2 separate regions of the Mus musculus genome follow, and region 2 is linked to region 1. A link is a contact called in public Hi-C data. All regions are on one chromosome and are shown on one strand. The core of a region is the stretch at or near the end of the contact, and the rest is flanking DNA. Distances in the headings are between cores, read along the strand shown. Region 1 has its middle 22 kb from the start of Gm30931. Region 2 has its middle 26 kb from the start of Acsl1.

Region 1 (5,955 bases), core at 1,175-3,674:
CAGACTGTCGGTAAAACAGTACTAAGTGAGGCCTGAAGAGATGGCTCCGCTGTAAAGTGCATTTGCTGCTCTGGCAGAGGACCTGAGTTCGGTTCCCAGCACATGCACCACCGCTTATAAACCTCTATACCTCCAAGTCTAGGGGATCCAAGAAACTCTTCTTGCTTCTTTGGTACACATACATAGATGCAGGAAGGCAAAACATTTATGCATACAAAATGAGGAAATCTGGAAAAAAAAAAAAAGACAGTACCAAGTTTCCCTGGACCCTTAAACCAGATGCAATGGTTGAAAGTCCCATATGGCAGGCAGTTGAGCAATGTCTGAAACAGGGAACTGTCATTACTCTCCAGTTTGTCATTTTATCACAGGTAACTAGCTTGTCCATGGTTCAGTACAAAGCCATTTCATCACCACAAGGACCTAGTTAGTGCAGCCTCTTTTAGCCACCCCCTACTGTAGCTGGTCTTTGATGCTTCATGAGGTTTTCCCATGCTTTATGCTTCTGATTTCACCCACTATAGATAGGAGAGAAAGAAGGAAAGGGCAGAGAGGGAGAGAAAAGAGAGAGAGAGAGAGAGAGAGAGAGAGAGAGAGAGAGAGAGAGAGAGAGAAACACTACCACAACCAACTCCCCCGAACCACCACCAATCCCACTTCTTAGGGCCCTTGAATTTATATACCCATTGAAAAATTCCCAGAATTCCAAAGTCACACAATCACAGAAACTCTCTGCAGCCAGCAAAATGATGCCACTGCATATTTTTGAGAATGAGGCCATTCACAGTCGGCTGCGGCAATGCAGCCCCACATCCCGACACTTGGGATTAAAACAAAACCACATTCTCATAAAATTTCTGTGGTTTTTGGTTTTTTGGTTTTTTTAAAGAAACCAAAATTCCAGAATTTTCGATACACCCTACTCTTCCCCTCTCCATTTCTCCCGACTCTTGGCAACCACTAATCTGTTATCTGCCTCAATGATTTTGTTATTTCAAGGCTGTTATATAAATGGCGCCATGTAGTAGGAGCGCTGTAAGGCTAGGTGTTTACTTTTCTCTTTAGCAAAAAGCTCTTGTGAAGCAATTATGTGTCCGCATTGTTTCTTCCTCTTTGTCACTGAGGTGTGTGTTCCAATGCATGCATTCTCCAGCTTGTTTGCACATTTGTGCACACAGGGCCACTTGGATTGTTTCCAATGTTTGGCAACGAGAAACAATTAGCTTTTATATAATAGTTACACATTGGGCTTCATGTGGCTATAAATTGTCATTTCTCTTGAGTAACACCTAAGAGGAATGGCCGAGTTTTGTGAAATGTGGAGTTTCAAAGTTCTTAAAGTTGTATTGTTTACTTATTTATTTAGCTTGTTGATATGTGTCTGTGTGAAGTGCATGTGTCACAGCGCACAAATGAAGGGCAGAAGAAAAATGTCTTTGGGAACCAGTTCTCTCCTTCCACCCTGTGGGTCTTGGGGTGGAACTCAGGTCGTCAGGCTTGGCTGCAGGTGCCTTTTCCCCACTGAGCCATCTCCAACCCCCGAAACTTGAATTCTTATCCTTAATAGAAACTTCTCTGGCTCGGGAGACAGCTCAGTGACTAAACCACTCGCCATGAGAATGTTGAGGCCCTGAGTTCAAAACCCCACAACCCACACGAGCCTGGCAGGGTGCCACTCTTCTCTGAGCTTGTTGTTCCTGTTGTGAGAGATGGAAGGCAGAGACAGGAGGATTACTTAAAGTTCACAGGCCAGCTAGCCTGCCATATAGATCAGAGAACACAAAGATGCTGCCTTCTCTCTCTCTCTCTCTCTCTCTCTCTCTCCTTCTTTTCCTCACCCCATCTCTTCTCTCTCCATCTCTTTGCCTTTACCTCTTCTCCATATCCCTCTTCCTGCCTCCTCCCTCTTCACATACCAAATAATTATAAAACAAGTAAACAAAGGAACGAAACCTCCCGGTTGTTTGTGAGTGGCCACACTACATTCATTTGCTTCAGAGCAAGATCCTCTTTATTCTTGTCAGCTCTTGGTGATCTCAGGTTTGTTTGTTTTGTTTCGATTTGGGACATTTCGCTGCTTCAATTTGAATTTATCAAGGCACATTTGACAAAAACAACCTCAGCTTGAAGAAAAAGTCCTCAGATCTCCTTATTTGTCTTTCCATTTCTTAGCTGCTGTGAGAAAGAGCGAAGGCAGAGCTACCAGCCCCAAACCCTTGCCACGGGAACCTGAAAACTGGAAGCCACCTGCTTGTCCACTGCTTCAACGGACCGACCGTTGCCAATGCATCCCAATAAGGTGTCACACTTGCCAGTCTGGTTCCTCAGGGCTGTGTATTTAAAGTCAGGCTGCTATAAATTTGGGTAGGGAGGAGCTCAGAGCAGAGATGCTTTGCAGGGCAAGGAAGGCGATGGAGAAACCAGGTGAGGGACACGCCCAGGGGAGGACCTAGAATCTTGCGCTTCACTCGTGAGTGCTCAGACTGAGGGTAGAGACACTCAGAAGACTGGAAAGGTCAGAAGGTCAAAGCATCATTCCACTGGGTGGTCAGGAATCCAGGAAACACACAACAGAATTAACCCAAGGTCATCGACCACCTGACAGAGAAGGAACAAGGAACTAAAAAACTCATAGAAACCACAAGCACACTGAGACAGCCATGAGATGGAGCCCTTAATACTGAAGTAATCCGTCACAACCTCGTGACCTTTCCTTCTTTCTGGGAAGGCACCCAGCCCTGGGTGAGGCTCCTAGGTCTACAGGTTGGGCCAGTAGCTGTGTGTGGTACCTTGGGAGCTGTGGGTAAGCACAGCTCCAGCTCCTGTCTTCCCAGAGCATCAGGTGGAAGACTTTTATCTCTCCTGTGGCCCTTGCACTTAAAATGAAAAAAAAAAAAAAAAAAGAAGCAGCTGATTAGAAATGTCAGCTGTGGAGTGTCTGCATTAAATTCAAGTTCAAGGTTAAGTGCAGCTCTTCTATCTCAGCTGTGGGCTATGTCTTCTTGGTTCTTTTACATTTTTACTATTGTTGTTTTAGAATGTTTTAGAGTGAGATGGCTCAGCAGGCACAGGCACTTGTCGCCAAGCCTAATAATGACCCCAGTTTGATCTCCAGTATGTACAAGGTAGAAAGGGAAAAACCAACTCCCAAAAGCTCTTCTTTGACCTCAACACAAAAGCCGTTTCACAAGTACAGCCACACATATTCATGCTCATGATGAGTAAATTCATGTAGGAAAATATTTTAATCTCTTAAAATTTTTATTACTTGACAGAGAAGTTTGCATATTTGCAGAGTACAGTATGATATTTCAACACATATGCAATAGGGATGATTAAACCAGTCTAACTAAGGGATCTTTCCTTTGGATTCTGCTCCCTTTATTTGTATTTAAACTACTTTTTAAAATCCCTTACCTGTGATCCTGGAATGGTAAAAGTTCTGTCACTGCATAAATATCTGCCAGTGACTGAAACTCTAAACCTTTGCCGAGGAAGCGTCCTGTGAATAGGTGCAGACTTCTCCATTATTCTTTAGTCAGAGGTTTCTTCCAGCTCAGTGGATCAAGATTCTAATAACTTCCTTTGAATCTGGGATGGGATAACTGCATCCCGCCCCAGAGGAGAGTTATGAGGAGATCTCTTGGTTTTCCTAGTTCAAGGCTTTCATCTGCCCTTACCCCTATCTGGAGACTGCGTCCACATTGCCTTCTGTGGAACGGACCACACAGCCAGTCCTCCCTGGCACACATTTGAGCCCTTAGAACAGAGAGCAACCTGAAGCTAGGAAGCCAGAATTCCATTGGAAGGACTAATGCGAGGCAAACCCAGGATCTCAAGCAAGGACCTGAGAGCCACGGAGACTCTAGACACAATGAAAAGCTCTTTGAGCTGGGGCAGGCACAGACAATCTGCTCTGACCCCGTCAAGAGAAAACCTGCTGACAAATTAAACTTAACAAGTTTGGTTGCCGAATGAGAATGAAGAGCGATTTGTGTCAGGTGGGTTCACACATCTCCTCAGGGCATCATGGGCCGACAGCACTCAGAGGCCTGAGAGGGACTTGCGCAGGAAAAGTTGGCCTGGTGCCCGCTGGGCGGTTTGGGAAATGGTCTGATCAGTCGTCAGTCTGTGATTGGTTAGAGCTCGCTTGGCTGTTGCGATCCGTCCATGCTCAGCTTGTCTTTACAAACAATCCTTAACTCATCTTTAAGTGTGTTTAGCTGTAAAGATAAGCTGCGGTTCAGTAGAGAATCAGTGCTAGGAAGCATCCATCATCAGGCACGGCTAGTTTGATAACAGCCCCCGCCTTAAAACAAAGGATTTGAGCAGATGGGGGGGGGGCGTCTTACCAGAGGGTCCAGATAGAGGTGTTATATATGATTGGGGGGGGGGGGGAGGCCTTGCCAACTAAAAAGTAAACATCACTCTAATGAGAGGAACGTATATTCCTCAGGTGAGTCTACAGATGTCATTTTCAGAAGGCTGGCTTTCGATGATGAACTTACGGTAATGAAGTGTGTTCATTCTTGAATGAATTTCAATGCTGGTTGAGGCGGAAATCTGGCTTGAGAGCTGTTCTCCTTAGGTTCCCCCCACCCCCCACTGTCTTCTCAGGAACCTGGAGCAACTGTTGTTCCCAGCCAACATCGAGGCTGAGGAAGCCAGCAGAATCACACCATGGGGTGAGGGCTGGGGGGAGGCAAAGCCCCACACTACAGTGAATCAGACCTCATAGGCCCTGAAGATGGGGGAAGCTTTGGCTTGAAGATTTCTGATCTGGATTTTCCAAGAAAGGCCTCTGGTAGTTTACGCTCAATGACGTGCGCCTTGTCAGGGCACAAGGCAGGCAGATGTGCTTCACGCAACAATGTCTTTAGGCTGGGCTACACTTGCTTTAAAATGATGGTACCAGACTAGGTACTACCATTGGTGGTAGATGTGGGAGACTGAAGCAGGAGAACTGGAACTCAAGAACAGCCTGGGCTACAAAGAGAGCATGGGCTAGCCTGAGACCCGGTCTCTATAAACATCAAGGCTGATACTGGGCTCCACACCAGCCTGGGCTACAAAGAGAGCATGGGCTAGCCTGAGACCCGGTCTCTATAAACATCAAGGCTGATAGTGGGCACGGTGGTGTTTTTTTCTCTGGAACACATGACCATCCAAGAAGAAGAAGTAGCTTCTCTAGGTAGGAGAGCCTGTAGTAACTGTCCCTCTAAGTGAAGTAGTTGAAGAGGTTCACTCCCAATAATCATGGTGAACCCCGGTTTCATGTACTAGCAACTTTGTGTGTGTGAAGTTCCGTAGAGGGCTAGTCTAAGGCACCTTTCAGATATCCTGCAGATTCTCCATCATTCCCCAATATTCCTCAGAAGACAACTGCTACTGTGTGTAGTGATGGATGGCAGTACACACAGGGAAGCCCTGCCTCTGGTGTATCCAAGACAACCTGCTAGGTATCTGGACACCCCACACTTCTGAACTTCTTTTTGGTGACTAATCACACTTGTAATCTGAAAAAGTATACATGGAAGTCATTGCCTCACACTGCGTTTACATGTTTTAGTTTTTATGTTACAAAGTCACCCATTCCATGGGTCCCACTCAGAATTCATTTTCTTCTCTAATTAAAAAAAATTAAATAAATAAACAAATATTACATTTTCCTGGGCCTTGTGAGATGGTTCAGGTGGGGGAAGGTGCTTGCTGTCAAGCCTGATGACTGAGTTTGTGTGAGGACTAAGTTCATGTTCTAAGTTTAAATTATTGTGCTTAAGAGATTTATTTATTTATTTATTTATTTATTTTAAAAAGCTCCTCTAACCTATAAGTCCATTTGCCCAAGGACAGAAAACGTTCTGGAATGCTGGGAGCTGTTGTTCTTGTAAGAAAACAAGCCACTATTTTCCCTTCTGTAAACAGGTTGTAAACTTGGTTGCCCCAAGTACACAG
Region 2 (5,911 bases), core at 2,386-4,885, 110 kb after region 1:
TCACTTAGCCCTAGATCCCTTTGGCATGTCTTCTTCTTCTTCTTCTTCTTCTTCTTCTTCTTCTTCTTCTTCTTCTTCTTCTTCTTCTTCTTCTTCTTCTTCTTCTTCCTCCTCCTCCTTTTGATTCTTCATTTCTTTCTTAACCAACACTATCACCTAGAAGTTCAAAGGCCTTCTTGTACTTCCCCCTTTCTGCTATCTCAGCGTTGTCTAGTTCTCTAAGACACATGTGTTCTCCTAGTGGGAAAACAGACTTAGAGACCAACATTGAGATGCTTGTGTACTTTGTGCTGCAGGAGTAGCATCATTTCCCGGGCCCTGCAGCATCCAGAGCTGGGTTACAGGAGCCTCCTGCAGCAGGTGGACACACAGTGTCCTCTCACATTCTCAGTTTAGACTCCTCTTCTACTCCCTTCAAATACTTTTACATTCATTAGTTTTCTGTCTGATAATACATTAGTATAGCTGCAGAATGTAGCAGGTTGTATTCATTATTTAGGTACACTCGTACACATGTGCACACATTTGCACAAGTGCCCATACACACACACACACACACACACACACAAACATACACACACACACTCCTATGTAATAATACTTAATGAAATGGAGTCCACGATTAGAAAGAGTGCAAGGCCAGACAAATGGAAATATTTGGAGAGAAAAAAAAAAGAGAGAAAGTGATTTTAATTTGGTTTGTTTTTGTTTTTCAAGACAGGATTTCTCTATGTAGCCCTAGCTGTCCTAGACTCTCCCTTTGTAGACCAGGCTGGCCTCAAACTCACAGAGATCCACGTGCCTCTGCCTCCTTCCCAAGTGCCAGGATTAAAAAGCAAGTGCCATCATGCCTGGCTTGATTTGATTATTTTATAATCTCAAAAATTACAAAAAGTGTGTTGTTTGTTTGTTTAATAAAAAAGCAAAAAGAAGGCTCAGCAGTTAAGAGCACTCACTGGTCTGTCAGATAACACCCAGGTTCAGCTCCCAGCATCCACATAGCAGCTCAGAACCATCCAAAAGTCCAGAGCCAGGGATCAAACACCCTCTTCTGATCTCTGAAGGCACCAGCCAGCATCTCTGTGGTCTACAGACATACATAAAAGCAAAATACTCCTATATATAAAATAAGCAAATATAAATTAAATGTTTTTAAAAAGTCATGAGGACCCTTTCACTTTACATCTTGAGTTTGTTTCCTAATTTGCAAAATAAGAATAGCATTTGGCATTTGCTTTGTCAAGTCTAGCAACATTTCGACAGAGAATGAAGTTCTAGGAGGACCTTTGTGCATTGATTTGGTAATACTAAGGATTGAACCCAGGCCTTTGCATATGCTTAGCAAACTCTCCTCCACTGAGCTACAATCCCCGGCCCAAATACTATGTGTGTTAAAAAAATGTTATTATTTAATGAACCATTACAGTTTATTCTCATTTACATTTGAGAGGATCGGTGATTTTTTTTTAACTTTCCTGTGTTTTGATGGGTTTGATGTGTAGCCCAAACTAACTTTGATATTGTCATCCTCCCAAGTGCTAGCATTACAGATATGTACCACTCTACCCGGTGCTGTGTGTACTTTCAAGAGTTCCCACAGGAGAATCTCCCTTCCCAATTCACCTTACAGTTATGGCTTCAACATTCAACCTCTGAGAGTTAGACCACCTCTCTTTAAATTTAAGGAGAGTCATGATCACAATGACTCCCAAACTCAGGTGACAAATACTGATATGTCTCTAACATGGGTCTCTTAAAACACTAGACACACATTTCTATGAGGAAGCACGGACTGTAGACAAGTCACATTAGAAGTCATGGCGGCTTCCAACTTCCAGCCCTGTCAGGAAGCTACTTTGAGTGTGGGTCTACACTGAGGGGAAACCAAAACAAGCTGTAAATCCATGAGCAAAGCAAAGAACAGTTGTTAAAGGCCTTTCGACTTTGGTGTGTTACACAGTGGAAGGTAACAGACACTCCATCCCTCTTCCCAACTAAGCCCCTCTCTGCTCGATCCAAACTGAACTTCTTGTTCATGAACACGCTCGGCAAAAATTCTACACAGCTCTATCTTTTCTTGTGTGTTTTTTTTTCTTCCACCAGAATGTCCTCTTACATTGACATTTTATCAGTCCTTTAAAGGGCTCACTCAGATGCCATTACTGCAATGCTCTCCATAATGGTCTTAATCAGTTTTGGTGTCTTCTTTCTCTAAAATGTTAGAGAGCATTGTTCTTGGCATTTGTGATACTTACTGCCGAGGCTGACATTCAATATATTTATCAACTGGCAACGACCAAAAATACTGATGCTCAAAAGAGAAGTTTCCTGGATGACCAGACCTACCCTCTGCCCCGAAGCTGAGCTGGTTTCAAACATTCTCAGCCACTCTGCTAACTCAGAAGCACCCCGGGGTGCTTCTCCAAGACATCTCCAATATTTTAGTGTCCACTTCTTTGGTGGAGATCACGTTGTTGTTTTTCTGAACATAAACTCAATCTATTATCTTATGAATAGTCTGTTGGGAGGCTAAGACAAGAAGATCATGAGTTCATCACTAGCCTGGTTTACATAGTAAATTTGAAGCCAAACCCTGTGGGAGGCAGAGGCAGGCAGATTTCTGAGTTCGAGGCCAGCCTGGTCTACAAAGTGAGTTCCAGGACAGCCAGGGCTACACAGAGAAACTCTGTCTCGAAAAACAAAAAGAAAGAAAGAAAGAAAGAAAGAAAGAAAGAAAGAAAGAAAGAAAGAAAGAAAGGAAGGAAGGAAGGAAGGAAGGAAGGAAGGAAGGAAGGAAGGAAGGAAGGAAGACAAAGAAAGAGCTGTAACTTTCCAAATTGCAGTGACTGAGAAAGATTTCCCGTGGTAGGATCACTGAGTCACAAGACAGCTCTTGGGTTATCTAGTTGCTCCTTACTGTTGTCTGCAAAAGAGTCAGAGAAGACTGGAAAGGAAGGAACACAGACTCTGGATTCCACTCTGGTACATTCTGAGTGAGTGGGTCTGGATGGGTTGATGGAATCTTGAAAGAAAAAAGGAAGGAAGGAAGGAAGGAAGGAAGGAAGGAAGGAAGGAAGGAAGGAAGGAAGGAAGGAAGGAAGGAAGGAAGAAAGGTTTTGTTTTGTGTTTCAGCCTCTCATTACAGGTCTTAGACTCATGGCGATCCTCTTGCCTCTACCTCCCAAGTAGATTGCACCTGAGAACATACACTGAGAATATTTTTGCATTTTTAATTGACAATATTTGCACATACTTAGGTACCACATGATCTTTCAGTGCATGTATATTTTATATAAAGATCAAATAGGTTCGACAGTTCTCTCTTTAAACATTTATTACTTCTTGGTGGTGAAAATATTTAAAGCCACCTTTCTTCTGGTTGTTTTGCAAAAACAAAAGCAAAAACATGTTCCGCTGTGACCTCCAGGCCACCCAACTGTGTTATAGAAAGAATACATCTTCTATTTTGTTTGGTTTTTGCAGTAGCTGGGGGTCCAGCCCAGGGCATCCTGTATATCAGTTGAGCCCTCCACCACTGGGCCACACCCATAACCCAGGGCACTTCCTTCTTACAAGGCTCTCTCAGTAACATTACCCTTTCAGAACCCCTGGGGCCCTGGTCACTGCTCAATTAGTGTCTCCTTTGTTCCTTCAGGCTGTAGACACATGCCCTTTGAACTGGCAAACAGATTGCTGTGGGGTGGTCAAAGTCACATTGCCAAAAGTAAAGAACAAAAGGGAAACCCCACAAATCTGAGGCTGGGAGTGAAGGAGAAATTCCTGCCGTTTCAATCCATGGGTGCTGTCAAAAAATAAATAAATAAATTAAACACTTCATAAGATCAAAAAGGGGGTGGTGTATCCTGGCTGGGCTGGCTTCTGTCTGGGGGGTGTGTCCTCTCAGATGGGGTGATGTATTTCCTCACCGGCAGGTTGTTAATGGTGTGACTCACTGATCTCTTGGGAGCCTCCGCCCTTATCTCCCTGGTTTCTTCTACCAGTGTGACATCTAATTTCTGATTGCATCCTCAGAGCCGCTCTGAGTTTCTAATGAAAGCTCATCTACTCGCCTCCCCTTTTTTTCTCAGCGTCGAATCAAGCCAGTTCTAACCACCTCCTCGGGCCGTTTAGAAATAACCCACAGAGCCATAGGTGCTTTGCTCTGCCAATCTTCTGGAATCTGTCCAGAGTGAGTGAGTCTGTCTGGGAGCTGGGTCTCTGAGGAGAGGCAGCATGGCCTGTTGCTCCCCCCACCCCCCAGGCTTATCCACTCTGCTGCGCTGCGCCTCTCAGCCTTCTGTAATTCCTTGAATAAATACCAAGGGGTGTCTCTGAGCAGAAGTCACCAGTGGCTCCCTTATCTTAGAAGCAGAAACTGCTGACTGGCCACACTGATCACCAGCTGGGACTTACGCACATTCTGCAGAATATGCCTCTTGTAAAGAATTTTAAGCCTTTCCGGAATAATCTTCATCTTCCCCCAATCTTTGTGAATTTTAAAAGTTTTATAAATATCTGCCAAGAGTGTAGTGGATACAGCAAGCAGTAGCTGGGTCACTGAGACCACTGTAGAGTTAGAATACTGAACTAGCTTGCTGGATTGATTGATGATTGATTGATTGATTGAAACAGGGTCTCACTATGTAGTCCTGACTGACCTAGAACCTGCTATATAAACTAGGCTGTCCTCAAACTCATTGAGATTTACCTGTCTCTGCCTTCCAAGTGCAGTGGAATTAAATGTGTGCCACCATGCCTGGCAGCATCAAGTACCGTATAAAACTATAAGGGCCAGGAGATGGGCACATCTCTGTCATTGTCATGGAGGCTCTGTCCTAGTTTGGTTTTAGTTGTTATGATAAACACCATGACCAAGACCAACTTAGGTAAGAAGGGGTTTATTTGGCTCACAGGTTATACTCTGTCATTAAGGGAAACTGAGGTAGGAACCCAAAGCAGGAACTTAAGCGGGAGCCACAGAGGAGTGCTGTGTAATGACGTGCTCTCCAGGGCTTGCTCAGCTTGCTTTCTTAAACAAGCCAATACCACCTGCCCAGGGGCGATCCTGCCCACAGTGGACTGTGGACCGACCCCAGTCAACCATTAATCAAGGAAATGTGGCACAAACAGGTCAGTCTGGTGGAGGTAATTCCTCCACTGAGGTTCTCTCATCGCAGGTGACTCTATTTTGTATTGTTAACAGATTTATAACCAGTAGAGCCTCTTTATAGCAACACACCATTGTCGTTTAATAATTTAATTCTGTCTCTAATAATTGTGCTTTGTGGTGCTGGGATGTAGCTCACTAATGGAGTGCTTACCTAACACTTTAAAGCTCCTGGGGTTGAAGCCTAGCATTAGGGGTAGGGGAAGTTTACATTGTATAAAACATTATTATATGAGGTCATTTCACTCTGCCCAACACTGTAAGACAATTACTGTTCTAAAATGAAGAGATGTAGGCTCAGAGATGTGGTGCAATGCGTTGAATGTGCCCACCAAGACACAGGCTGAAATTCAGCTCCCATCATATGCTAAGAGAGGATCCCAGGGGAGAGTTTGTAGATTGACCCATCAGTGGGTTACCTCAAGAACAGGTCTGTTGGAAATGCCAGGTGTTGACCTCCTGCCCTAGGAACCTGTGACTCCTGTGTGCCCTCATACCTACTGCCATGTCCAAACTGGACTGCAGTCCACAGGAACAGCTTCTTGACATACATGTGACGCCTTGTGCTTCTCTGCAAAGTTCCCACCAGCAAAAAGGTCCTCACCAGAACCAGCTCTCCTACCTCCCACCCTCCAGATGCATAGGCAGAATAAACTTTTGAATGTTGTGGGGTTTTTTGTTTGTTTGTTTGCTTGTTTTATAAATTGCCTAGCCTGTGGCATTCCATTATAGCAATAGAAAAAC

Evidence for each region. Hi-C and Micro-C count contacts between places; a contact is called where the count stands out from the background.
Region 2: a contact with region 1 is called in a Hi-C map of epidermal suprabasal cells, with 2.4 times the contacts expected there. The contact joins two enhancer-like sites. A contact is called at or near these places in 4 of 484 Hi-C or Micro-C datasets (the N1E-115 cell line, epidermal suprabasal cells, macrophages and 1 more) and 8 of 115 datasets of contacts at active chromatin or transcription factors (bone marrow-derived dendritic cells, embryonic stem cells, hepatocytes and 2 more).

Annotation. Positions count from the first base shown.
Region 1 is chr8:46,338,372-46,344,326 of GRCm38.p6, forward strand. No RefSeq gene overlaps it. Among named protein-coding and RNA genes, the nearest start is that of Gm30931, 22 kb to the right of the region's middle. Within about 2 kb of position 2,425, at least 13 of the 459 cell types and tissues checked have an H3K27ac peak or open chromatin away from gene starts, as enhancers often do. A contact at or near this core is called in epidermal suprabasal cells, where this site is marked.
Region 2 is chr8:46,442,471-46,448,381 of GRCm38.p6, forward strand. No RefSeq gene overlaps it. Among named protein-coding and RNA genes, the nearest start is that of Acsl1, 26 kb to the right of the region's middle. Within about 2 kb of position 3,636, at least 66 of the 459 cell types and tissues checked have an H3K27ac peak or open chromatin away from gene starts, as enhancers often do. A contact at or near this core is called in epidermal suprabasal cells, where this site is marked.